Linked DNA regions of Mus musculus: region 2 is linked to region 1. Evidence: chromatin contacts called from public Hi-C data. All regions are on one chromosome and are shown on one strand. Each heading gives the region's core, a stretch centred on a gene start, on an enhancer-like site or on the middle of the called end of the contact. The rest is flanking DNA. Distances are from core to core; before and after follow the strand shown.

Region 1 (5,491 bases), core at 1,417-3,916:
ATACTCTGTCCTTCTAGGTACTGTCAAGATGGTGCATTGAAAGCTGGAGAACTAACTCAGCAGTTTAATATGTGGGATGCTCTTGGGGAGAACCCAAGTTCAGTTCCAGTACCCACATCAGGTGGGTCACAACTTTGACTCCAGGGAACCCAGTGCCCTCTTCTGGCCTCTGAGGGCACTGTATTTGGGGTACACATACCTATCATTTTTTAAGATTGTGTGTTGCTTCCTTGGGGGCTTTTCTGTATCACTGGCTGCCTTCGTATATATATCTCCAGTAGCTAAGAAGTCTCAACTGTCTGTCTCTGCAGGACCCTGATGTCTAGCCAGGTGATAGAATGTGATTATGAGTCAAGGAATTAACAATAGCTGACAAGATATAGCTTGAGGATCTAGAAAGAAAACCAAAACTTGGGACATAGAACTTTGGCCACTATGAGGCTTAGTTTTGAACTTGGTGGCATTGCTGTGGAATTACCATGGAAACAAACCTCTGGGCATAGCTATGAGCGGGTTTCTAGATTCATTTAATTGAGATGGAAGACACACTCTGGGGTTAGTGACAGGACTTGATTCAGAAGTCAGGTTGAATAGAAAGGAGAAAGCCAGAGGAACATCTGTTCAGCCCTGTGCTGGTCTGGGTTCTCCAGAGGAAGAGAACTGACAGAATGCATCTACATACATTAAAAGGAGATTAGAATGGCTTACAGCCTGTGGTCAGGCTCGCCCACCAATGGCTGTCATGACAGAAAGGCCAGCAGTTGCTCAGTCCTTGAGGCTGGCTGTCTCCGCTGGTCTTTGGTCAGTGTTGGATTCTGGAGAAGTCCGTTCCAACTGCCAGTGAAGGAAGCCTCGGCAGGAGGAGAGATGGGCTTGCCAGGGAGAGTGAGGGCAAGCAGGCAAAAAGCAAGGCTTCCTTCTTCCATGTCCATTGAAAGATGCTGCAGCCAGATGGTGTGGCCCAGACTTAGGGTGGGTCTTCTGACCTCAAATGATCCAATCAAGAAACATGGCTCACAGGTGTGCCCAGCTGTTTGGATTTTAGTGGATTCTCGGTATGGATGAGTTGACAAGCTAGATAGCCACCACAATCACTCTGTACTTCCTGTGGATGCCATGTGATCTCCTGCCACAAAGCCTTCCCTGCCATGACAGACTGCACCCTCAAACTGTGAGCCAAAATAAAGCTACCTTCCTTGGGCATCTTTGTCAGCCATTTTGTCTCAGTCATGAGAACAATAGCTAACATAGCCCACTTGGCACTGAAACTCAGACTCAAGTTCAAGTTATAAGGTTTAGACTACTGTGGTGGTTTGAAAGAAAATGGTCCCCATAGACTCCTAGAGAGTGATACTATTAGGAGGTGTGGCTTGTTGGAGGAAGTGTGTCACTGGGGGTGGGGTTTGAGGTCTCAGATGTTCAAGCCAGGCCCACTTTCTTTCTGCTGCCTGCTGATTCAAATACAGAACTCTCAGCTACCTCTGCAGCACCATGTCTGCCTGCATGCCACCATGCTTCCTGCCAGTATGAGAATGGGTTAAACCTCTGAACTGTAAGCCAGCCCCAATCAACTGTTTTCCATTATAAGAGTTACCACGGTGATGGTGTCTCTTCACAGCAATAGAACACTGACTAAGACAACTAATATATTCTGGGCCACTCTGATCCAACCTCTTCATTCCACGGGACTTATCTCTGTCAGAGTTGACAGATGAGAACCCTAAAGACCCTTCAAGTCAGAAGTATCTCATCCTGTGTGCCTGTTGTCTGAGGAAGTTTTACTTACATGCATGAGTACAAGTGCATGTGTACGTGCGTGTGTGTGTGTGTGTGTGTGTGTGTGTGTGTGGTGTGCACACACATATGTGTGGATGTCCATGTGCCTGTGTGGGGAGGTTAGAGAAGGACAGTGCACGTCCACCTTTGTCCTCCTTTGCCTTATCCCACTGAGACAGGGTCGCTCCTGAGCTGGAGCTACACTGGTAGTCAGCAAGCCCTAGCGATCCTCTGCTTCTGCTCGCACAGAGCGAGGTTACAGGTGAGTGTAGGCAGAGTCATGCCAAGATTTTTTTTTATATGTGCTCGCATCTGAACTCAGGCCCTCACGCTTGTGTGGCAAGGGTTGTCAACCACTGAGCTGTCTCCCTAGCCCTTAAGGCTCATCTTGTGCAGCCTTAGAGGAGACAGGAAGTGTGATTCTACAGGTAACTGTAATCCTCTACAGGTGCAGAGGAACATGCTAGCTGGGGAGTCGTACATGGTTGTGGAGCTGAGAATCCTGGCTCCAGAAGTTCTGGCACTATGACAGGTGACTTCATAGCTCCAACAATATCGCCTGCTTCTCACAAGCTCCAGTGTCTGAGGCTTCCAGGAAGCTCTGTGAGGTAGGGAGAGAGTTGGCTGGGATGCTGCTTGCTTATTACTACTTTGCTTTAAGCAAAATTCCAACCGTGAGATTTTGCTGCCCCGTGTCTCTAGCAGCTCAAACAGCATGTGTCAGTAACAAGTTGTTTCTTCCCCTCCTGTATATTGTAATGAGAGCCGTTCTTCCAGGGAGCCAGATACTGCAATTACGTAGCAAAAAAAGGGGACCAGCCATGTGTCTGATGACTAAACCAGCTTTACCTATTTGTCTGCTTTTCTATTCTGGGAAAGGACCAGAGTGTGCTATGTGTGGAAAGCGAAGTCTACACATGCTCCCAGACACATCCCTTCATGGCTCCTTCCGGGGCTGCACAGCAGAGTGAGCCTTGAAGAAATGGAAGGAAGATTGGAGCTCTGGCTCAGTGGTTAAGAGAACTCGGTACTCTTCTGGAGGGTCCAGATTCAATCCTCAGCACCCACGTGGTGGCTCACAACCATTTGTAACTCTAGTTCTAAGGGACCTAAAGCCCTCTTCCGGCCTCCAGAGTACCAGGCATGTGTACATAGTACACGAAATACATGTAGCCAAAACACCCAGAGAGCTGGCAGGAGAGATTCTTCTTTTGTAATGACTGTCTGCTGGGTAGGCTTAGGATGTGAGAGATAAAAGCCCCTCACAGCTTCCTCTACAGCCTCCTTGTACTGAGAGGAAAACAGAGATGGGAGGTAGGGAGAGGAGGGGCAGGGGTAGACACAACCCCTGGGTTGGTGTGCCCTTCCCCCAACCTTGAGTTGACTAAACAAGTCTCCGAAACCGGAGCCAGCCTCCCTACATTTGTGTCTTCCTGCCTGAGACCTGAGCAACTGATTGCCTACAGAGCTTCCTTTGCTACTCAATCCAGCTAAAACAGGGATGGGTTTGGGGGGGTTGCCTATACAAAAACAGAGCTTAAAAAATTAAGATTTGAGCAGAGACTGGAGGGATGGCTCAATGGGTTACAGTGCTTTCTATCCAGACATAAAGACCTGAGATCAGAACCCAACACCCACAGGGAAAAAAATTAGACATGGCCATGCACTTGCCTGTAACTCCAGCATTGTGAGAGGGGCCATTTGGCTTGCAGGTTCCATATGGGGTCCTGTTCTGAGAGAATAAGGCAGAGAATGATAGGACATCTGGCATCATCTCCTGGGCTCTGTGTGTGCACAGGTTCACATGTACACATACACTACACACCAATGCACCACATTCACACACACATGCCCATACGCATATATACACTCACATGCATATACACACATACACATATACACATACACACATATGCATACATACATACACCCACATGCACATATGCATGCACTCACACACATACTCACACATATGTACACTTTCACAATGCACATATACACTCATACACATACATACATACACCCACATGCACATATGCATGCACTCACACACATACTCACACATATGTACACTTTCACAATGCACATATACACTCATACACATACATGCAAACACACTTACACACATGCAAATGCACCCATATACACATACACACACTCACACACATACATACACACATATATACATGCATAAATATACACATGCACACATATTCACACACATGTACACACATACACACATGCACATACACACATATGTTCACACACACATACATACTCACACATATGCATGCTCTCACACATACACATACATACATATATACATAATATACACATATACATATACTTACTTACACACATGTACACACAACCAATCACAGTGTTTTGGGGTTTGTTTTGTTTTCAGTAGCAAAAGGACACAAACTAGAGAGCCAGAATAAGATCAAGTCTGAGATTAGTTCCCCTTCCCACAGAGTCCTTGATGGCGCTGTCTTACAGCTAATTCGTGACAATATATGAAAGGGTTGTGACCACTGAGGCTCACAGTTGCCCTGTGTTGCAGGATTAGACCATGTATTGCCCACAGGGGCAGACCTTCAGTTTCCAGCTCCTCTTGAGGTCAGGATTAGTTAGGTTTTTAACTGCTAGGATAAACCACTGTAATCAAAAGTTACTTGGAGATCTTCATCTAACAGGTCCATATCATGGTCCATCACTGAGGGAAGTTAAGGCAGGAATTCAAGACAGGAACCCAGAAGGAGAAGCAGAGGCCATGGAGGAGCACTGCTTCCTGGATTGCTCATTCTGCATCCAGGGGACCAACAGCCCAGGGGAATGGCACTGCCCACAGTGGGCTAGGACCTCCCAAATCAGTTAAGACAATGCCCCACAGACTTATCTAAGGCCGGTCTTCTCAGCTGTGTCTAGGTTTGTGTCAAGATGACAAAAACCAACCAGCCCATCAGGCTTCCTCTCAAGATCACTGTTCCTCGGTTTCCCCACTTTCCATCCTGTGGCTCTCCCTACTCATGCGTGCCTTGGTGACTGTCAGAAGCTGTTTCTATGTCCCCCATTATGTTCCTACTCTATCTGGCAGGGCTTGAATAATTTAAATTTGACTAATGATCCTATTTTTATATTATCTCTCCTGGAACACTTCTACCCACTAATCTAGCCTAATCAGCAGGTGACACGCCTACTCTTCATTTAAGATTAATGTGTACATTTAAAAAAAAAAAAAACTTTAAATGACTTTGCCATCACATTTTGGAAGAATTACTTAGAATATCTTTTTTTGTAAGGTTGATTTTATTTGTGTGTATGTACGTGCCTCTCTCTCACTGTGTGTGTGTGTGTGTGTGTGTGTGTGTGTGTGTGTGTGTGTGTATATGTCCCACATGCATGCAGTCTCACCATGCATGCAGTCTCACAGAGGCCAGAAGAGGGCAGCGGATCCCTCTGGAGCTGAACTACCTGATGTGGTCATTGGGAACCCAACTTGTATCTTCTGCAAGAGCAGCAGGAAGAGCAGCAGGACCTCTTTACCTTTGAGCATCTCTCCAGCCCACTTACAATACCTTTACAATGCAGTGATTTCTAAAACCCAGGTGGCACTACTTTCTTTCTTTCTTTTTCTCTTTTTTTTCAAAAGGTTTATTTATATGAGAACACTGTAGATGTGTTCAGACACCCCAGAAGAGGGCATCGGATGCCA
Region 2 (5,491 bases), core at 1,988-4,487, 360 kb before region 1:
GCATCCCGGGGCAGTAGCTTACACTGTGTGGAAGAGACTAGGGCAAGTCTGCTGTGGGTCCAGTAGAGCAGGCCTTCAAGGCACCCTGTGCTTCTTACCAGATGCTCCAACATGGGTAAGATTTTTCAAGATTGACCTTCTTCATTAAGAACATGGTGGGTCTGAATTACACTAGTGTCTGCTGTCCTATCCATGATTTACATTTGCAAGATTATTGTCTCATGTTGCTTCTGACTCAGTCATATTAACTTATAGAATAATGCTAAATATAGTAATGGTGAAAATATCAAAATAGTGTGCACAGAAGCACAATGTGAAATGTTTACATCCACTACACTGCACTAAGGGTTGGCAGTGCGTCTGTTAGGTGCAGCCATATGAGTAGGCCAAACCCACACGTCATTTCTCTACATTGTAATTGATTGCATTGTTTAAATGCACGAGACAAATTTGCTTGTGTTATCTCCTGGAAATGCCCAATTGTCCATCGCCCTGAGAGACTTGGCTTCTGAATCCATCCTGGTCCCCAGTTGGTTGGACTGAAGAACCTGACTTCTAGCAGCTTGTATGTAGTATGTTTTGTTTGGTCAAGCCTACTTGTGTGGATGTGTTTCTGAGCGTGGTTTGGGGGAGCTTTGCCTTAAGAGACAACATAGTGTGAGCTGACCACGTCTCATGATGGAGAGGGGAAATGGGCATAGAACCCACCCCCACGCCCAGCTAAGAAGCAATGGGCATGGTGGAAGGCCACATGTCCAGGAGTGTATGAACAGCAGGACACATTGGGCTTGATCACTTAAAACAAAAAGACACAAAGTTGGGTGGGCATTGGGGGGGGGCGGCGGGGGCTGAGGGGGGAGCGGTGACCATGACCAAAACACAGTGTATGAAGTTCTCAAAGAACTTAACAAAAAAGAAAAAAAAAAAAAAAAAAAGAAAAGAAAAGCCTCTTGGCCCATTCCAGGCTCCTGAGCAGACACTGAGGGCTTGAGGCTTGGAAACCTTCATTTTAAGTGACTTCCCCAAATAAACATCATAAGCACCTTGCACAGCTTGTGCCACACTGAGTCCCAGAGCCCCTGCCAGCTCACACATTATTTTTATAGCCTCATCACAAATCCTTTTCCTTTCTCTACCGTCAGGACTCGTTGGTCATGTCTGTAACATGTTCACAGAAACTGCCACTCTGTGCTTGGACAGGGACAATAAAACCAACACGGAGCCGGCGTCCACACTGCTGGCCTCCCTGCTCGACATCCTACTGGGCATGCTGACCTACACTTCTCGAATCGTCCGGCAGGCTTTGCAGGTGAGCGGCTGCCTCTCTGTCCCCTGCTCTGTGACACTCTGCTGACGTGGCTGTGGTGTTTTCAAGGGATGTACGCTACGGACGCAGCCTGCCTGGGCCATGTGAGGCAGGGGCATGACCAAGGAGAGCTGGGTAACTGGGTCACAGAATCTTCAGGGAGGGCGGGAAAGGCTTGTTGGGCATCGCCTAGGAACACATGAGAACAGGTTTTGCCTTGGGTACATCTGGAGTTGGCTAGGTAGTGAGCAGCGGGAGGCTGAGCATGCTGGGAGCAATGGATGGCTACACCCATGTTTTATATATATATATATATATATGCTGGGAACGACAGATTGGATGGTTATGCACATGTTACATATGTGTCTAAATCGATAGTTATTTCATTCTTCTCACAGAATACCTGGTGAAAAGCTACTTTTGGTAGTGTTTATTTTGGCTTTCAGTTAGAAGAATATAGTCTGTCGCAGTGGGTAGGCTTGGGTGCAGGAGTGTGTGTGAGGTGATGACTGTCCCCATTACGTCAGCAGGAAGGTGACAGACAGACATAAATACCAGCACCCATCTGTCTCCTCTTTGTTCAGTGTTGGCTCCCAGCTCTTGAGATACCTTGCTGTCCAAGGCAATTTAAGGCATCAAGTTGTCAAGGAAGGTTAACTACCACAGATATGTCTGTCTGTCTGTCTGTCTCTGCATGTACTCTACTTTCACTCACTCACTTGCTTCCCTTTATATCTGATAATAAATATTCAGTACTGTGAGATGAGTCTGGGGGTCTGTAATGTGTTCTTACAGCCACAGGCAGTGCAAATCAGCCACGAATATGACCCGTGTTACTGTGCTCTGTGACAGGGAGGGGGCAGTTTTACTGGGTATTTCCCTGTGATAGGTGCTTCCCCAGGCCCGTTTCATTTGATGCTCACTGACCACCCGAGTCATGTGATACTTAGATCAGGAGGATGTCACACGCCAAGGTCAGGTCACTGTCACGTTTACAGTCCTGTTGAGATGACTGAGTCCTGTATCAGATGGTCCCTCTCTGCTGGGATAGAAGCAGTGTCATGGCGGCGCGTTGCTGCTACTCTCCTGCCCCACCCCGTAAGTCTCTCTTTAAACAACACTGTTCTCTCTGCTGTTTCACCATTCTGGCTTTGTGACGTTCTTTAAGATGTAGCCTCTGGCCGCTCCAAGCACCTTGATGACCAGTCTGTGGGTCAAGCACAAAGGCTGTAGATTAAAGAAAAAGATCGAGAGTTTACAAACTCCAGGACAGGAGAGAAACTCTCTAATTCCAGGTGATTAAGGAGATGAGAAACCAGGACTTTAAAACCTAAAACTCCTTAACACAAACTGCTAATTCTCCTCAGGCTCCCTGCACTCCAGCGCACCACTGCTTGGTCTGTCCTTCCGTAGCCTTCCACCCCATGGCACTCACTGTCATCTGTCTCAGTCCTGACAGTCTGAGCCAGGAGTTGTTTTCCAAGGTGGCTGCTGACTTTGATCTCCATCTGTAGAAGTGCAGCCTCCAGGCTGAGTTAGAGGAAGGAGCTGGGAAAAGAAGCAGAGTGCTCTTGAGAGACAGCTCTGCCCATTTCCTGCTTGGATGCCTGCACACTTGAGAGTCGCCTCTACTGCTTTTAAAACCCTCCACACGGGGGCTGTGCGGAAGCCCGTGTCTGCATCTAATGGAGCCTCTTTACAGGGGCCAGTGGAAGGACATCAGTGAAGGTTAGAGTCTCAGCCAGACACAGAGCAGCTTTGCTTCCTAGGGAGGACAGAGAGGAGCCCAGAGCAGGAGTGGGGGTGAGCGGGTGAGGGAGGGGGGTGGTAGCAGCAGCTGGAATCTCCAGCAGAAGTTCTGCTCCCAGCCCCACAGTCCTGTCATTCAGAATCAGCCCCAGCTCATCTCCCCAAGCGCGGGTGTGAGGGACAGGGAGGCACAGAGAACTCATGGGTATAGTGAGAGACTGGGATCTCCAGAGCACCTCCTTTGCCTCTGTGGCTCTGAGCCAGTTCCCCCAGCTGTCTGCCTGCTGGGTTTCTCATTCTGTGTAGTACTGTTGTGAAATCTAAAAGAGAGAATAGAGCATATACCACTGTCATGGATAAGCCCAGCATCCTCCGTCACCTGATCCCGGGCAGTCACCAGTGGCCACTGCTTGGATCATGGACACCATTGTGGAAGGAAGCACCCACCACCTTGTTGGCAGGAGGCGTTGCTGACTAAACCAGCCCCTGGGAAGCCAGCGCACCATGGTGCTTCTTTGATGGACTTAGGATCCCAGTGTAGACTGAGTGAACCACAGGCTCCTATACTCTGTGTGTTAATCGCCATCTACTGTAAGAAGTAGATTCTCTGATGAGGCTTCAGAGATGCACTGATTTGTGGGTACAAGAGTTGTCAGGACTTGTTTCATACTGATAGCAGTAGTGGGTCCTTCATACCCACCTCCAAGGCTCAGGAAGCATTAAGGTCTGAGAGCCAGAGGCAGAGGTTGAATTCAAGGAGACTGCCTTCCAGACACAGCAGGACAGATGCTCTTGGAACTCACAGTGATGGTGACAGCATGCAAAACCTATACAACCTAGGTGACGAAAATCCCAGCATGGAGAAAGGGTGTGGTCATGAGTCCCACCTCTAGCTGAGGAGGTATTGGCAAGTGAGAGCTGCCTGGAGAGAGTCAGCTTTTCCTTCAGAATGTGCCTCCTGGCAAGTCAACTGCTATCCAGGACCAGCCCCCACTCCCCAGAGAATTTGGACAGAATAAATTGGATGGGTTTTAAAAAAATAGAGAGAGCAAGAAAGAGCATGAGGCTGGGTGGGTAGAGAGGTGTGGGAGTGGATAGGGTCGTGGGCAGCTGTAGGAGGAAGGGTGAGTGTGATCTAAGCACAGAGTGTAACATTCTCCAAGCATTGATACACTTGTTTATTTTAAAGAAAGGGAAGTTAGTTTTCAGGGACCATCCAGGTTAGTCAGGGAAGGCTGCCAGCTACAGATGCCCACACTCATCTTGTACACATGGCCATGCCATGCTCTGGAGGGCAGCGAGCTCTCAGATGGATAGCTGGAGGGGTTCTGAATCCAGTTTTGAGATTGGGCCAGACTTACTGTTTACCAGACTTCCCAGTTAGGGCCCTGTCTCTCAGTGCTGAGGAGGGGAAGAAAGCTCGCTACAGCCTTCTGCTGGTGGGACAGTCGGGCCCTGTGGTCTTGTGTCAGTATGGTCTACACACTGAACTGTTCATGGTGGGGCTGGCCTCTGTGCTTGTGGTGCGTGGTAGACTTTCTCACCTTTGGTCTCCAGGGTCTTCCCTTGTGGCTCTTCTCATGAGTCACCTTCTGGCTACATCTTGAACTTGTGTGAAGTTTTTTGCCATCATCCCGTCTAAGTCTTTTGAGAACAGCAATGGGCCATCATTCCCTGTGGCATGACTTTCTGACTCTAAGAGAGACATGCTAGACCTTCAAGCTCCACTCCAGGGTGCATCTACATTCTCACCGGCCCCCTCTCTGCCAGCCCAGCTCCAAGCACCTTCATCCTGCTTTCTTCCCCCACCTCCTCAGTGCTGGGTAACACTAAGGTCTTGGGTGTCTTAAGCAAGGGCTCCACCACGGGGCTATATCTTCAGCCTTAAAACATGTCTAGTCACATGATACTAGCATGTCTGTCCCACTCACTATTTGTGGAACCTTTCTGAGGTGCTGGGATTTGAACCTGGGGCCTCATACGTGCAAGGCATGTTATATGACTGCGTTTGAGATGCATCCTGGGCAGACCTCAGTATATCTGACAGTCTTCTTGCTGCCTCTCCTTCTACACAGATACCTCACGTCTGCTCCCTTGGCACACCTGTGCGGAGTGGCCAACGCCATGCATGAGACTCAGGTGGCGAGACTGGAAGTGATAGTTTTATATTCAGTGTTGGGCTTTTTTATACTGAGAAACTACACGTGTGTGTGTTTTTTTTTAATTCTATTTAAGATCATGTCATATTGCCATTTACTGTCAAATGTGGCTCATAAGTTGACAGTCCCAGGTTGAGGGACTATTCTGTATATATTTCTCAAAGAGTTCTCTGAGTTCCATGCTCATATATCTAGCAGTTTGCTTAGTGTGACCACCAGATGCCCTGGAACCTAATGCTGAACAAACCATTTGTCCCCTAAGACCATTCCCCCACCA

Evidence for each region. A called contact is a pair of places that touch in the nucleus more often than the background predicts.
Region 2: a Hi-C map of cerebral cortex shows a contact between it and region 1, with 1.5 times the contacts expected there. The contact joins two enhancer-like sites.

The regions. Positions count from the first base shown.
Region 1 is chr9:120,712,921-120,718,411 of GRCm38.p6, reverse strand. No RefSeq gene overlaps it. Among named protein-coding and RNA genes, the nearest start is that of Gm39458, 40 kb to the right of the region's middle. Within about 2 kb of position 2,666, at least 20 of the 459 cell types and tissues checked have an H3K27ac peak or open chromatin away from gene starts, as enhancers often do. A contact at or near this core is called in cerebral cortex, where this site is marked.
Region 2 is chr9:121,077,382-121,082,872 of GRCm38.p6, reverse strand. Ulk4 (unc-51-like kinase 4) reads left to right here. Exons shown (of 37, transcript NM_177589.3): 33 at 1,143-1,309. Among named protein-coding and RNA genes, the nearest start is that of Gm34945, 100 kb to the right of the region's middle. Within about 2 kb of position 3,237, at least 23 of the 459 cell types and tissues checked have an H3K27ac peak or open chromatin away from gene starts, as enhancers often do. A contact at or near this core is called in cerebral cortex, where this site is marked.